3 separate regions of the Mus musculus genome follow, and regions 1 and 2 are each linked to region 3. The links are chromatin contacts, called in public Hi-C and HiChIP or PLAC-seq maps. All regions are on one chromosome and are shown on one strand. The core of a region is the stretch at or near the end of the contact, and the rest is flanking DNA. Distances in the headings are between cores, read along the strand shown. Region 1 overlaps Gm32652 (a long non-coding RNA gene). Region 2 holds the start of 1700029M03Rik (RIKEN cDNA 1700029M03 gene). Region 3 holds the start of Slc19a2 (solute carrier family 19 (thiamine transporter), member 2).

Evidence for each region. A called contact is a pair of places that touch in the nucleus more often than the background predicts. HiChIP or PLAC-seq counts read pairs in DNA pulled down with a chosen protein or histone mark.
Region 1: a Hi-C map of cardiomyocytes shows a contact between it and region 3, with 2.7 times the contacts expected there. The contact joins the enhancer-like site here to the promoter of Slc19a2 in region 3. A contact is called at or near these places in 1 of 39 promoter capture datasets (pre-B cells), 1 of 484 Hi-C or Micro-C datasets (cardiomyocytes), 4 of 115 datasets of contacts at active chromatin or transcription factors (the NIH/3T3 cell line, large pre-B cells, pancreatic cancer cells and 1 more) and 1 of 9 other capture datasets (embryonic stem cells).
Region 2: an H3K27ac HiChIP or PLAC-seq map of large pre-B cells shows a contact between it and region 3, with 2.4 times the contacts expected there. The contact joins the promoter of 1700029M03Rik here to the promoter of Slc19a2 in region 3. A contact is called at or near these places in 3 of 115 datasets of contacts at active chromatin or transcription factors (effector CD8 T cells, large pre-B cells and memory CD8 T cells).

Annotation. Positions count from the first base shown.
Region 1 is chr1:164,894,406-164,899,172 of GRCm38.p6, forward strand. All of the region lies in intron 1 of Gm32652 (a long non-coding RNA gene), which reads right to left. Among named protein-coding and RNA genes, the nearest start is that of Gm32652, 2.9 kb to the right of the region's middle. Within about 2 kb of position 2,201, at least 41 of the 459 cell types and tissues checked have an H3K27ac peak or open chromatin away from gene starts, as enhancers often do. A contact at or near this core is called in cardiomyocytes, where this site is marked.
Region 2 is chr1:164,958,376-164,962,746 of GRCm38.p6, forward strand. 1700029M03Rik (RIKEN cDNA 1700029M03 gene) reads left to right here and starts at 2,512. Exons shown (of 2, transcript NR_166148.1): 1 at 2,512-2,663; 2 at 4,125-4,371. It overlaps Gm39692 (a long non-coding RNA gene), which reads right to left and starts at 2,020. Exons shown (of 3, transcript XR_865701.2): 1 at 1,615-2,020.
Region 3 is chr1:164,247,444-164,251,839 of GRCm38.p6, forward strand. It overlaps Slc19a2 (solute carrier family 19 (thiamine transporter), member 2), which reads left to right and starts at 1,603. Exons shown (of 6, transcript NM_054087.3): 1 at 1,603-2,013. The coding sequence starts at 1,810.

The DNA.
Region 1 (4,767 bases), core at 951-3,450, 650 kb after region 3:
GTGCTTTAGGGCACTTTTTGTTGGGTCAATATTTTAAAATGAGCAACAGTGAGGTCCTTTTTTAGACAGGAAATGTGAGATCTAAAGAATTAGAGTGAGAAGATGCAGTCACATCGACCTCCAAAAGGGAAGGGCATTGGATGCATTGTATGTCCTGATCTTCATGTCTGTGCCAAGCTATGTGCCATATACACATAATCTGTGTCTATGTTTGAATGTTGCAACCTGACAGTTTAAATTTATCTCATAAAAGTAAGTTAATATAAGAATACTCATTTTTGTGAATAACCATCTTGATGATAAGAAACAAAATAATCTTGTTCTGGCCACTCAAAAGGTTTGAGAAGCTTCATCGTGTAATACCAGGTTATAGGCACTCCAAAATCCTGTCTGCTGGGTGGTACTTAGGTACTAGAGTCACAAGTCATAAATTCTCTAGAATAATAATTCTGTCCCTAGTTGGGGAGAGGGGCAGGGGACGTCCTCTTGGAGACAGTGGGGAGGAGGAATGGGATGAGGAACTATGGGATGGCAGACTGGGAGGGAGGCAATGACTGGACTATGAAATTATGAAAGTATTTAAAAAATTCACATATATTTTCTGAATTGTATTTAGTACTCATCATCAAGAATATTTATTTTTTTAAAAATTCTGTCTCATCTTACTTTTTAAAAGATTTCATTTTAAAAAAAATATTGTTTTGAAAGGAATCTTTATCCATAATTCTTATAAAGCCATACAAATAAGAGTGGTAGGTTGTAGATGTAAAAGTAGATATATGAATATTTTTAATCAGTATTACTGGAGAAATAAAATATAACAAAAACATATGAACAATACACATTTTTATTTACCTGTTAAATACTGGAAGATATTCATATTTTAAAGTAAACTTTAAAACTATTTCTTCATTGAAAAAATACTTCTTTTATTTTATATATATGAACATTTTGACTGTATGTATGTCTGGATACAACTGTATGTGTCTGGTACCCAAGAAGATCAGAAGAAAGTGTCAGATTCCCTGGAAATGGAATTATAAATGGAAATAGAATTCCCTGGAAATGGAATTATAGACAGTTGTGAGCTTCTGTGTCGGTGCTGAGGTTCAAACCGAGGTCATCTGGAAGAGCAGCAGGTGCACTTAACCACGGAGTCATCTCTCCTGGCCCAATATTTTATTTATTTTTAATTCTATCTATCTATCTGTCTATCTATCCATCCATCTAACTCAATCTCTCTCTCTCTCTCTCTCTCTCTCTCTCTCTCTCTCTCTCTCTCTGTGTGTGTGTGTGTGTGTGTGTGTGTGTGTATGTGTGTGTGTGCATGCACATGTGTGTCTACACATAGTTGTAGGCACCCAAAGAGGCCAAAGGAAGGCATCAGATTCCCTAGATCTGGAGTTGCAGGCTGTTGTGAGCTGGGTGGTTGGAACAGCAAAGGTGAAGAAATCCCATGATCCTGTCTGTTATCCTCAGAAATCCCCCCAGTCTTTCATGTTCCCACTTAGCCAACCCAAAGGAGACCCTGGCCTCTGGTGGCCTAGATAGTCAAAGACAGCTATGTTCCCCATGGCTTCTCTCAGTGGCAGTCACACCTCCTGCTTAGTGGAATGGCGGGTTCCACTTTGGCCCAGTTTATTGCTAATGTGCTATTACATTAACTCTTTCATAGACTCAGTAAGCTTTCTCCTGAGCTTTTCCAGAGGTGTAGGAAAATGTGGGCCTCCACACACCGCCTCCCATAGAAGGTGTAATGAGCAATGACCAGTTTTCTGCAATATCAGTGGGGACCAAATGAGCACGGTAGAATCTGCTGTTCACTCCCGAGCTTCCGTCCTCCTGCTTTCGATCCTCCCTCTGCCCTCTGGAGCCACACCCATGCCCTGGCTCTCCACTCAGGGTCTGGCACTCTCAGGCACGCACAGCATGCCAGAGACAGCAGGAAACCCCCTCTGGCATATGGGTTCAATCCTTCATTCTTAGAATGGCTTCCAACGGCCTTCACCCTCCACCCTGTAGTGGAGAGCAAGATTGTCTCTTGGAAGGATTTTTCTGCATGTGTGAATGGAATGGAAGATGACTGATGGCTTGGTGAATTGTGCACTGAACTCTGACTTTTAGGCACTAAATATAGACAGCGCACATGCTGGACAAGCTAAATATAGTAGCAGTGTTGGCAAGAAGGGGTGAGGGAGACTCCCAGGACAGACTGGATGGAGGCTGAGCGGTAAACCCACAGCCACTCCCAGCTGTGGTTAATTTATCACCCCTGCTGGGAAGGGGTGCGCGTCAGTTTCATCCAGGCATGATTTGTTTGTCAGAGTGTTTGTTGGGAGCCATTTTTCTGTCTACAAACAAGCACGCAGCTCAGGATGCCTTTGTCTGCCTCCAGCAAGTTAGCCTTCTCCACTGGGCTACAGCTCAGTGCTGTCCCCATTGGGGGTGACTTTGGATCTCCTAGTGAGTTATTTCTAATTCCATCCCACACTGCCCCAGATCTTTCTTGTTTAGTTAGATAAGATGGCTCTAATTATTGAGGCTGAAGGTCAGAATGAGAATGGATCGCTAGGGCTGCCAAACTGTATGCCCCGAAGCGCACTTTCTGGTTCAAGAACACAACTCCTTCCCCCACCCTACCCCCTTGCCCCTCCCGCCGTCCACTCTGAAAAAAGCCACTTAGCTCTTTATCTTTGCCCAAGTTAGGGCCAACGGCTAGAGAAAGTGTCCTCTGCCCCCTGCCTCTCTCCCAGCAGCATGAGAAGACAGCATTAGGGCAGCATTAGAACTCTCTTGGAAGAAGGTTCCCTTTCAGAACGCAAAATGTCTGTCAGCCCTCTCTACCAGTACTGCCACCCCCAAGAAGCCACCGTGGACAGGGAAGGCCTGATAAGCATTCATTTACAATTTTCCCTTCATTAGCAAGAAGCCTGCTTCTCTCCTGGGGTGAGACAGAGATAGCTCATCTGCATTTTGATTGCTGTGTTAGGATAATGACAACCGAAAATAGGCTCTGAACTCCCTCTATGACCAGTTTCCATTAATTAGATTTAATTGTGTGACCCAAGCAGGGAAAAGAGATCTCCTTGCCTGTCCATGCATAAATCATATCTGATTTATCCCACTGTGTTTTCTTTTATGTCTCATCACACCTCCCAGTGCTGGAACCCAGGAGCCCGCCTGCCCTCCCCCACCCCTCCCCTCCAGCCTGCCCTCTCCCACCCCTCCCCTCCAGCCTTCCCAGTGGTGACTGAGATACTAGCCTGCCTTATCTCAAAACAAGGAAGTTTGCTCACAATGCTATCATGCCCATGAGTCTGTAAGTGACACTCTCGGTTGGCTATGGCTTGGTTTTTCTTAAAGCTAGGAGAAAACCCATCCCTAAGGGTCTTAATTGGTCTAATTCTCAGCAGTCATAACTATGGTCAAAGCAGAATGCAAAGTCACAATTTTCTGCCGATCCATGACAGAGACAGAAGATGTGAATATAAATACAAGATGGAGAGAATACATTGGCATGAGTACAGCTCAGTATCTTCATGATGGAGACTGAATATGTTAGATACGTTAGGATGACTCAGGGGTCTAAGGCAGTCAGGAATCAGAGGCAAGTCAGTGCATCTCTGAGTCCGAAGCCAGCATGAGTTCTAAGACAGCCAGAGCTACAGAGAAATCCTGTCTTTAAAAAAATAAAAATAAAATAATGACAAAACAAATGGTGTTTGTCTGTCTCTTTGTCTGGTACAGATTTGATTTTTACCTTGTGAAAATAAAAAAATGCAATCTCAAACATTGTGTTTTATTCCACTATAGAGTAGTGTGTGTGTGTGTGTGTGTGTGTGTGTGTGTGTGCAATCTCATAATTCTGCTTTGAATTTGAACTCATTTGGCCTCCTACTTATTCTCTAATTATTTAATGGGTTATGTAAAATCTCTGTCATGTAGTCATGTTGTATTTGTATGTGAGTCATGATTTTACCTTGTTGAAAATTGTGTTTCAGCATAGAATTTCCACTTACTATTGGCAGCTGCTATATGAGTAGCTATTTGCTATAGCGACTTCAGCTCCATTTTCTTAAAAGAAAGTGCCAGAAAAAGATAAAGGTCATTTGGCAGGCTAGGCAGTGGGTGGTAAATCAAGCCCCTTGCCCAATACCAAGGAGGCCAGGGCTATGAGAGAGAGAGAGAGAGAGAGAGAGAGAGAGAGAGAGAGAGAGAGAGAGAGAGAGAGAAAACGTAACTATATTGATTTGGATAAATACTGAGGTGTATGGATAGATAGCCTTTGCCCTACTGAGAACATCATCAGATTTGCGGAGAACAGATGAAATAATCCACACATTGATCCTCTCCAACAGAAAAGCAGAATCAGGGGAAGAGGTAATAGGTGTGCGAATTTACAGAAAAACGCAAGCAGTTCCCCCTCAAGGGCTTCAGGTGCCCTGTTCAACTGAAGCTTTATTATCCGGACTTGTCCTATTTCTTGTCGCTATACTCAAAACCCTAGAGGGCAGCAGCGCGCCCAGAAGGACCTAGCCCAGTTCCTCCTGCAGAATGAACTCAGCGAGTCCTCAATCATCTCGCATCCTGTACACCCGACTCATTGTCAAGCAAACCCCAATAAGGCAGTCGCCCACCTACCCCACCCCCCATTCCCATGCCTCGGCACTGCGGGATTAGGGCTCTGGGCTCCATCACTGTCCTGGTGGACGCCTGCAGCAGGCTCCCCCAGACTCTGCACTGCAGCATTGCAGCAGCGCCTGCAGC
Region 2 (4,371 bases), core at 1,262-3,761, 710 kb after region 3:
GAAGATGAAGGAAAGAGCAAGCACTAGGAGCCGCTAGCAGGAGGCACCCCACACACTGAGCAGGAGGCACCCCACACACTGAGCAGGAGGCACCCTGCACACTGAAAGCCGAAATGGCTTGTCTGCGAAATCAGAGAGTGGTAGAAGATAAATCCAGAGAGGTGGCACAGAGCAAAACTTTTCTGGGCCTTAGAGACTGAGGAAGAAATCAGATCATGGGAAAAATGGGAAGATCTGACCTAGGTTTCAACAGGTCACTCTGGCTGCTATACAGCTCATGAGTTGCAGGGAAACCAATCTAAACCCAGGAGACCACAGAGGAGGCACTGCAGTGATCCATGGGGGAGCTGACTGTGGACTGAACCAGAGTGGTACCAGGGGTTTGTGAGAAAGGGTCAAGAGTTCTCTTTTAAACATGAAACTTAGACAGTTTGTGGGGAAACTGGGGGGCACGGTGACATAGATGAGGAGAACAAAGGACGCTGCCCAAGCTATGTTTGAAGCCCCCGGAACAGTATTGCTGCTAGCTGAGGTAGACAGGGACATGTTGGAGTTTCTCTCTGCAGAGGTGTTAGGAACACAGTTTAGGACATGTTAAGTTTGAGATGATTAGTAGACACCCAAATGGGAATTTCAAGTAGCTCTCTATAGATCAGGAGACCAGGGGAAATGTCTGGGTTAGAAACGATCATTTCATAGTCTTCAGAATATGCACAGCATATAAAGCCATTATATTGGGCAAAACACACAAGCAATGAGAATTGATAAAAAAAAAAGAGAGAGAGAGAGAGAGAATCCCAAAGAGAGAGCTCAGGATTCTCTAAGTCCTTGGGTTAGAAGATGAAGAGGACATGGTGAGGGAAAGGAGATGTAATCAGGAGTGAGGGGGAAACCAGCCTGGTGTGGTGTCCTGGAGACTGAGATAGGAGAATGCAGGACTGGGGCGAGTAACTATGTCAAATGATGGTGGATGTCAGAAAACAGGGATGTGAAAGTGACAGCTGACTTAAGCAAGGTGGAGATCATAAATGACACAAGGGAGAGGTCACACTAGATTACGGGGAGCAGAAAACTTAGTGAAGGGGGTCCAGAGAGGCCCGGGAGACTTAGTGACAGCATAGACAACCCTTTAGAGGGAAAATGCTAGACCACACTCATCTTGTAAGTGCCATGGCAGAGACTTAAGAGATAAAGGGCTGCAGTTGAAGGCGAAAGTGGGGTCAAGAGGGAGAGCTGTGTTTTGATTTTTGGGTCTGGTCCAATAAGAAGCTTAACATCAACCACACCCACTGATTATCTTTCCAATGATCTGAACTCATGGATGCACATCCCTGAGAAAACTGTTCTGTGTTCCTGATCCTTAATGCTTCCGATCACATTATTTCTACATAACTATTCATACAATCTGGTTCACAGTCGATCTTTTTCTTTGTATAAACAATGGAAATAAATAATAGATAATATCTTGGGAGCATTCATAATAGTTACTGCCTCTTTAGTTAAAGAATGACTCCATTTGGGGTGCCTCACAAAAACGCAGTAATGAGAATCTTCCACTCATATTTTAACAATCAGAGAAATCATTGTTGATTTCAAAACTGAAAGGAAGTTCACCTCTGGGCCCACACTGAGTCTTCTCTACCCATCTTCTGCTGCTACCGTTTGGTATCTGGCTTGGTCCCGAACATTCATGCAAAGTTCCAATGTCAGTGTAACTGACTTCTCAAAGTCACACACGCAGCATGCTTCTCCTAACGGGAGGGATGTTAATTTCTAGGCGACTCTACAGTCCTAGCTGCCCTCATCTGCCCTCACTTTCCCCAGCGTTAGCACCGTTGCTTGCTCACAGTGTTGCCTTAACCATTTCCTCCACGTCTTCAAAGTTGTGGTTTCCTGCCCCTTTGCAACACAGACATAATAAACCACTCTTCAATTATTTTTTACTACTTCTTCTGCCTTTGTCCCAAGTCGAAAGAAGTCAAAACTCTGCCAAGTTTCTGTTACTGAGTTTGTCTCCCAAGTCAGGGGCCCTGCCTTCTCCGCAGGTCTCATTGTTAGGTCACAAAGCTTTTGAGATTCTCACTGCAGAGCTCTTTATTTCCATCCCAGTGAGTACTGAATAGTTTCTCCTTCATCCTCTTGTCTCATTGTGCCCTTCAATTCCTTTTCTTGATGAGTCTATCTACTCTCCTGTCTGTGATTAAAAAAGAAAAAAACTGTTCATTTTGAACAGAGAGTAAAATGAATAATTTGGAACTACAGTTGCCTCACAAGAGTAGGGTGCTGTCTGATAAAGAAAAATTTCCTCTCTGCCTTTCACTTACAGATACCAGTACATGTGTACACATTTTCACATGCTACACTATAGCAAACATAGCTTCAGATTGCTCATAACAAGTGCTCACCCTGTGTGAGGCAGTCTGATAGCAGCTGGTGTTTATTACCTCACAATTCCTCCACACATCACAACCGAGGATGTGACAGGGGTAAGGCACCTGCCCAAGATTACACAGTTAATAAATGACTGACTGAGGTTTGAACCCAACTCATTTGACTTCAACACTTACAGAATTGACTACTCAGATAAGAGAGAGCCGTCTCTCAGGGAAATATGGAAAAGCAATACTCCACAAACCTCAACGGCAAGAAGAGTTCCTCCAAAGGTGAGATCTTGATGAAAGTGAGCAATGTCAGTATGCAGTTCTTTGAAATCTCACAACTTACCTTAAAATTCATGACAATTTTGTGTCCATTCCATAATATATCCAGATTGCTTTCTATTACAGGGATAGTTAACTCTCCCAAAGGATACAAAAGGCATTTATAAAATGGATGACAAACATTGTAAGGAATATACTTTCCTCCAAATGAATATAAATTCTATGAAAATCTCCAAAGACCTTTGAAAGGAAATGCTCCGCCCCTTTCCTCTACCAGCAATATCTGTTGAAGCAGTATGAAGGGGAGAGGTGAACACTGGATTGTTTTAGCTCTTGTCATTAAAGAAAGCGTGTACATTAAGGCAGCACAGAGAAGGTATTGATTTGTGAGACACAAACAGTCAAACACGTACATCCATTCTCCATCCTAAGCATCCATCTCCTCTAAGACCCCGCTCAGATGCTGAAGGACCAGAGAAGACTAAATCACAAAGCCCAGTTTCCCTTGTTCTCTCATGGAGAGGCTTGCTCTTGCACATGTGGACACACTAAGGATTTTACTCTAGTTTCTCTCTCTCTCTCTCTCTCTCTCTCTCTCTCTCTCTCTCTCTCTCTCTCTCTCTCTCCACATATGTGTGTGTGTGTGTGTGTGTGACATACATGATATATATGATGTATGTGTGTATTTATGTATGTGTATGTGTGTGTGAGAGAGAGTAATCTAGCCCCTGTTGCTTTCCCATTTTATATTTATTTCTTTTAATAGTGAGCCTAAGAGAGAGACTCTAGATTTAAGCTCACATGGTGCTTGGGAGTCCCATTCTTACAGTCCTGAGAGCTGATAGGAAGCTCAAGACACACACACTGCCTCTGCAGCTGACAGGAGCCTCCATCCCCATCCCTCTGCATTTCTCCCAGCTTCTCGGTGCCAGGAATCTCTAGGAGGGCACCCGAACCTTTGGTCAGTCTCCCTCACGCCTCCGCTCTGCTCTCTGCCCTCCCACCCCGACAGTTCCCTAGCCACCTGCCTGGGAATATGCTTACTGCAGAGCCCTTTGGTGCCACAACCCTCCACTCATGTGCTGCCCCCCAAAACCTTGTAATGGAGGATACAGTGGGCATGACTGTGTCCATTTTGTTTATGAAGAGACCTGGATGGAACCAGGATGAAGCGACTTGCCTGAATTAGTCACCCTGGGGCAAATCCGGGCCTCCAACCAGGGCATCCTCACCACCTCACTGATCACCCTCCACAAAAAATCGTGGATCCTATCAGGCTAGCGGTGTGCTTCCATCCGTGTCAAACTGACAACACTAAGAGAGATAGTCAAGCATGGCTCATTAGATACGTGCAGAAGAGCTGCGTGTTGCAGCGTTCTCTGAAATCCTGTAAGATTGAAAACACGGGACCTCATGCAGTTGATGTAATTCCTGACACATTTTATACCACTTCAATTCTGTCAGTTGTCTGAGTATGGATGCACTCCATTACTAGCCATCTGTGAGGCGATCAATACAGCAACACAGAAAGGACAGAGGGTTAGAAGTCTAACCTCCTGGCAAGCTACGCCTGCTACAATGCTGACTTCACCTCGTCAGACTCTGATGTCACCTCTCCAGATGCTGCCGTCCTCACCTACAAGATAAGGAAGACCAACAACATAATCTCAAATGTTCCATGAAGTTCTAAAGTGGCAAGGTCCTGTTTTAG
Region 3 (4,396 bases), core at 353-2,852:
ATTTGAAATATAGCACACAGGCACACTCTCTTTTAGCTTACAAACTGATATCATCACAGGTTATATAGCCTCTGGAGGCTAAAAGGAATAAAGTCTTCCTAGCCAGCCCTTCAAAAGACTCTGAAAGATGTCAACACCACACCTTGCATTTTGGCAAATTGCTCCACGCACACATTTTGTGTATTCACTCGTGCAGCTCGATTCTGCTGATATTGGGACAGAGTCAGTCTGTGAGTCCAGCAAAAAGTCATGCAGAGGGCGATGAAAGAAAGCGCTGGGGATTCCTGCCACGGTTTGCCCTTGAAAAACTTCTGACAACAACCTGCCCTCTTATTGCCTCGTTTTTCTGTTTTAGTGAAGTGTTTTAGTGAAGGATCGCTCAATGGGAACCCAGGAGGTTCGCACAGTGAGCCCTTTCAGTCCTGCCTGCCAGCCCTCAGGTGTCTAGTTGGTCCTTCTCCTTGGAGACGCAGTGACCCAGGCAGAAATGAAAGAATGAAAATTCAGATCGCCCTCACTAACAACAGCAGTCTGAGAGGTGAATCTCAAGACTGGGAGTCGCTGTGACCAGAGGTGCTGGAGAGCCAGCAGCGCATGGTCTGAGCCAGATTTTGTAGCCAAGAGTAGGAAAGGGGGAGTGCAGGCTCCCTTGGAGAAAGACGGGGTGATTAGCCTGTCTGGATGGACCGAGAAGACAGAAACCTCCCAGTGTAGGGTGGGGGTTAGCTGCTTTTACTTTTGAACCCTGTGGGTATTTCGTGAGCGGCACACTTCCTGAAACCTTGAGCCCATTTTAGGGCCTAGGTTTTTAGGGCGATTTCCTTTCCATAGGATATATTAGTTAATTGTTCTTTGTATCCTGCCAACAAAAAGTGACGAAATAAAGCAAAAGCCTCTTGCTGATTAACTCGGTCATCCTCGTTTTCTTTCTGTCTATAGTAAAAGGCCCCAAATCTCAGTTCTCAGGTCCAGCTTGTGTCTTTCTACCACATTTAAAGACAATGTTAAAAAAAAAAAAAGCAAACTAAATCAAACCCAGCAACAACAACAAAAAGCTCTTGGAGCCCAGGGATTGCATTCTCCCGCCTCAAGGTTAAAGGTTTGCAAGCCTGTGTCATCATGTGTCCCGGGCAGAGGACCAACATCAGTAGGTTGGCAGATAAGACTGAGCAGACTCGCTGCGATGAAGCACACATCCGGGGATCCCGCTCTAGGGAGCCTTCCGGACGTGTGATCGGAAAATGCCTGGTGACCGATCCGACCAGGGAGGGTGTGTAGGGTCCTCGCCACAGAGTCCAGACATGGCCCCTAAAAGTCCGATGTCCCAGAACCCCTCACGTCAGAGCCCGGGCGCGCAGCCCCAAGCGGCCTTTCTGTCTTTTGAGCCACTGGCCAATAGGGAAGCAGGGAGGTTGGCTCCGGCCGGGAGGCATTGGCGAGGAGGAGGTTCCCGGGGGCGTGGCTAGTGATCGTCTGCTGTGGGTGGGCGTGGCGTGGGGCGTGGCCAGGCGGAGGCGGGCCAGACCGGGAGGCGGACCTAGGGAAAGGGCGTTCTGCGGTCGGGGCGGGGCGTGGGGGCGGGGCCAGGCGGGGTGGCGGGCCAGACCCGGAGGCGGACTTAGGGAAAGGGCGTTCGGCTAGCGAGCTGTGGCCGCCGGCGGGCGGTGGGGACTCCAAGCACCTTGACCCTGGCGCGAGGCGGCGTCGCGCACGCTTACAGGTGCCCGCGCGGGCTCGCGGCTCGGGCGCCCTCCCGTTGGCCGAGAAGGAGGAGGGGGCCGTGTCGGCGTCCAGCCCCTCGCGCCCAGGATGGACGTGCCAGCCAGGGTGTCCAGACGAGCGGCGGCGGCGGCGGCCAGGATGCTTCTGCGTACTGCCCGCGTCCCTCGCGAGTGCTGGTTCCTGCCGACCGCGCTGCTCTGCGCCTACGGCTTCTTCGCAAACCTCCGGCCGTCGGAGCCGTTCCTCACGCCCTACCTTCTGGGACCCGACAAGAACTTGACCGAGAGACAGGTAGGCAGGAGCGGCAGGCGGGGAGGCCGAGCATGTCAGATGTTTGTGGAGGGTCTGGCGGCGGAGTCCCGGAGCGGGCTACGCAGATATCTGTTCGGATTTCTGCTCGCTTGGAAAAGTGGCCTTACTCTTTGCGTTTCTAGCACGTTCCGTGCGAGACTAAGCAAGATGGGCCGCAGCCCACGTGCATGTGTGTTTCAGGCCGTATGTGGATAACCCGGTTCTGCCCGGACAAGTCCTGTGGGAGCTGCTGGGGACCGGGGACAGTGCGTGGATAAAGAAAACAGTAAACTCGACTTTCAGTAGAATATGTACATATGAGTGTTTGTATGTATATATGGATGGATGTTATTTGGCTTTGTTTTTGTGAGAGGGTCCCCCTTTCCTTCCCCTCCTTGACTTTGTTTACCCCTGACAAGATAGATACGCGCTATTACAGAAGGACAATACAGGACAGTAGTACGCCATCCGAATATGGGTGCTTGATTAGGTAAGACTGTGTCCAAAGATTTACTGCACCCTCTGAAGTCCGTCTCTGGGATGAAAACAGACGGTGTCATATAATTGGTACTTAGCTTTTCTCGGATGGTGAAGTGTTGCTTCACCTACAGGTTTTATCCTCCGTACAGGTGTTTTTGAGGGCTGTGATGCACATGGGCCATGACCAAGAACTCCTGCGCAGACATTTATTCAAGATACAAACTTGTACGCACAGCACCACAGAAGTGCATAGTATACTTCAGAAATGTGCCTAACTCCTGTGATTAAAGCTCATTATCCCGGCACTTGGTTTTGTCAGAGGAGCTTGTAGATGGAGATTGCTGCTCCAGGACCCTTTCCTTGAGTATCCAAAAGAGTGAAAGCTCAGGTCCGATGTCTTTTCCCTACTGTCAGATGAGTGGATGCTGAATAATTGCCACCTTCTTCCTATACCCGGTTTCCTTCCTTACCGCGCTGCTTCCCTGCCCAGGTGGCTGTAGAATATGACTCCCATTTAAGCCTCCCTGTCATTTCCTGTCAGTCATCACTTCTGAGGAGCAACTAACTCAATAACTTGGCATGCCAGGTCAGAGCAAGAGGTGACACTACCAGACCCATTTCAGACTGGCAGGATATAATTACTCAGAGTCCAGTTTGTTGTGCCTTTATTCAAGGTCACCTGGGAAAGAATTGAGAGTCAGTGTGGAATCCCGGATCCACTGACATTTAGCAAGTACAGCTGACTTCTGCCGTAATGTTACACCCTGCTCCCTAGTCTTATGGATCATGTCACAGTTATTCATTATCCATGTGTATTTTGGTGCTGGTTAAAGCCAACAGTAGAAAGATAAAGCCTTCTGATTTAGAATGGTTTTTCCAAGAAGAAAATTGCTCTGTGGTTATAAGAAAGTGCGATCTTGGAGACCCAGGACAACCACTGAACCTGAGGTATAGACCCTGAGGCAGACATGACTCAGCATGTGAGCAGAGTAAGCAAGTTTGCATGCAAACTGCTGTGCGATCTGCACAGTGTATGTCCTTGCCTGACAGAAGCATGTGAGGAGAAATGTGCTCTTGGTGTTGATATTTGAAAGTTGATATGTTTTGTCAGGGGACCTGGATCAAGAGCTGCTGTGTGCTGCAGTATGGCATGCTCTGCCCTCTCAGCAGGCCTTACATATAGGGGGTATAAGAGTATAGCAGCGTGCTGGGCCCAGCAAATGCTTGTTCATTGTACGACAACACAAGGATGCTTGTCTTAGTGCCAAGTAGTCGAGGCAAGGGGATTTAAAGAGAAATCTAGTGATCTGGGATGTGGGATCTTGGAGTCTTTGCTAAAATGCTAGTGTAGCCCTTCTTTCCAGGTTGAGAATCCTACATTTAAAAACAAAACGAAAACCTAGTAGCTGAAATAGAACCACTGTTGTCCTTCACGAATGAGCACTTGCTTTCAGCAACGGACAGCTAAATAAAACATTGAATGATTTTTAAGCAAAGTAAATCCCAGGTTATAGTCAGTGACATTTGTACTGAAGTTTATATTTTTCCCTTGAAGACATCAGAAGTGCCAACCTGGGTTATCTTAAATCATGCTGAGTGCCTAAGGCTCAAGGGCAGAATTTCCCCTCTCCATTCCCATTCTAGAATTTTACCACTTTAAGATTGAGGCAGGTTCTAATTGGACTATGTCCCAATCATTAAAAGCCAAACATTAATAAAAGCTATTTACTTATTATGCTAGGAACTGAATCCAGGGCTCCTTTGGCTCCTTTTGCTATACTGCTGAGCTACATTTCCAGACTTTTTCTTTTTTAATTTTGTAGTTAGTGCAGGACCGTGTAAGTGTTTGCCATGTGTGTATGGGAGACTGTGAAGGCCAGAAGAGGAAGGATGTCAGAACCCC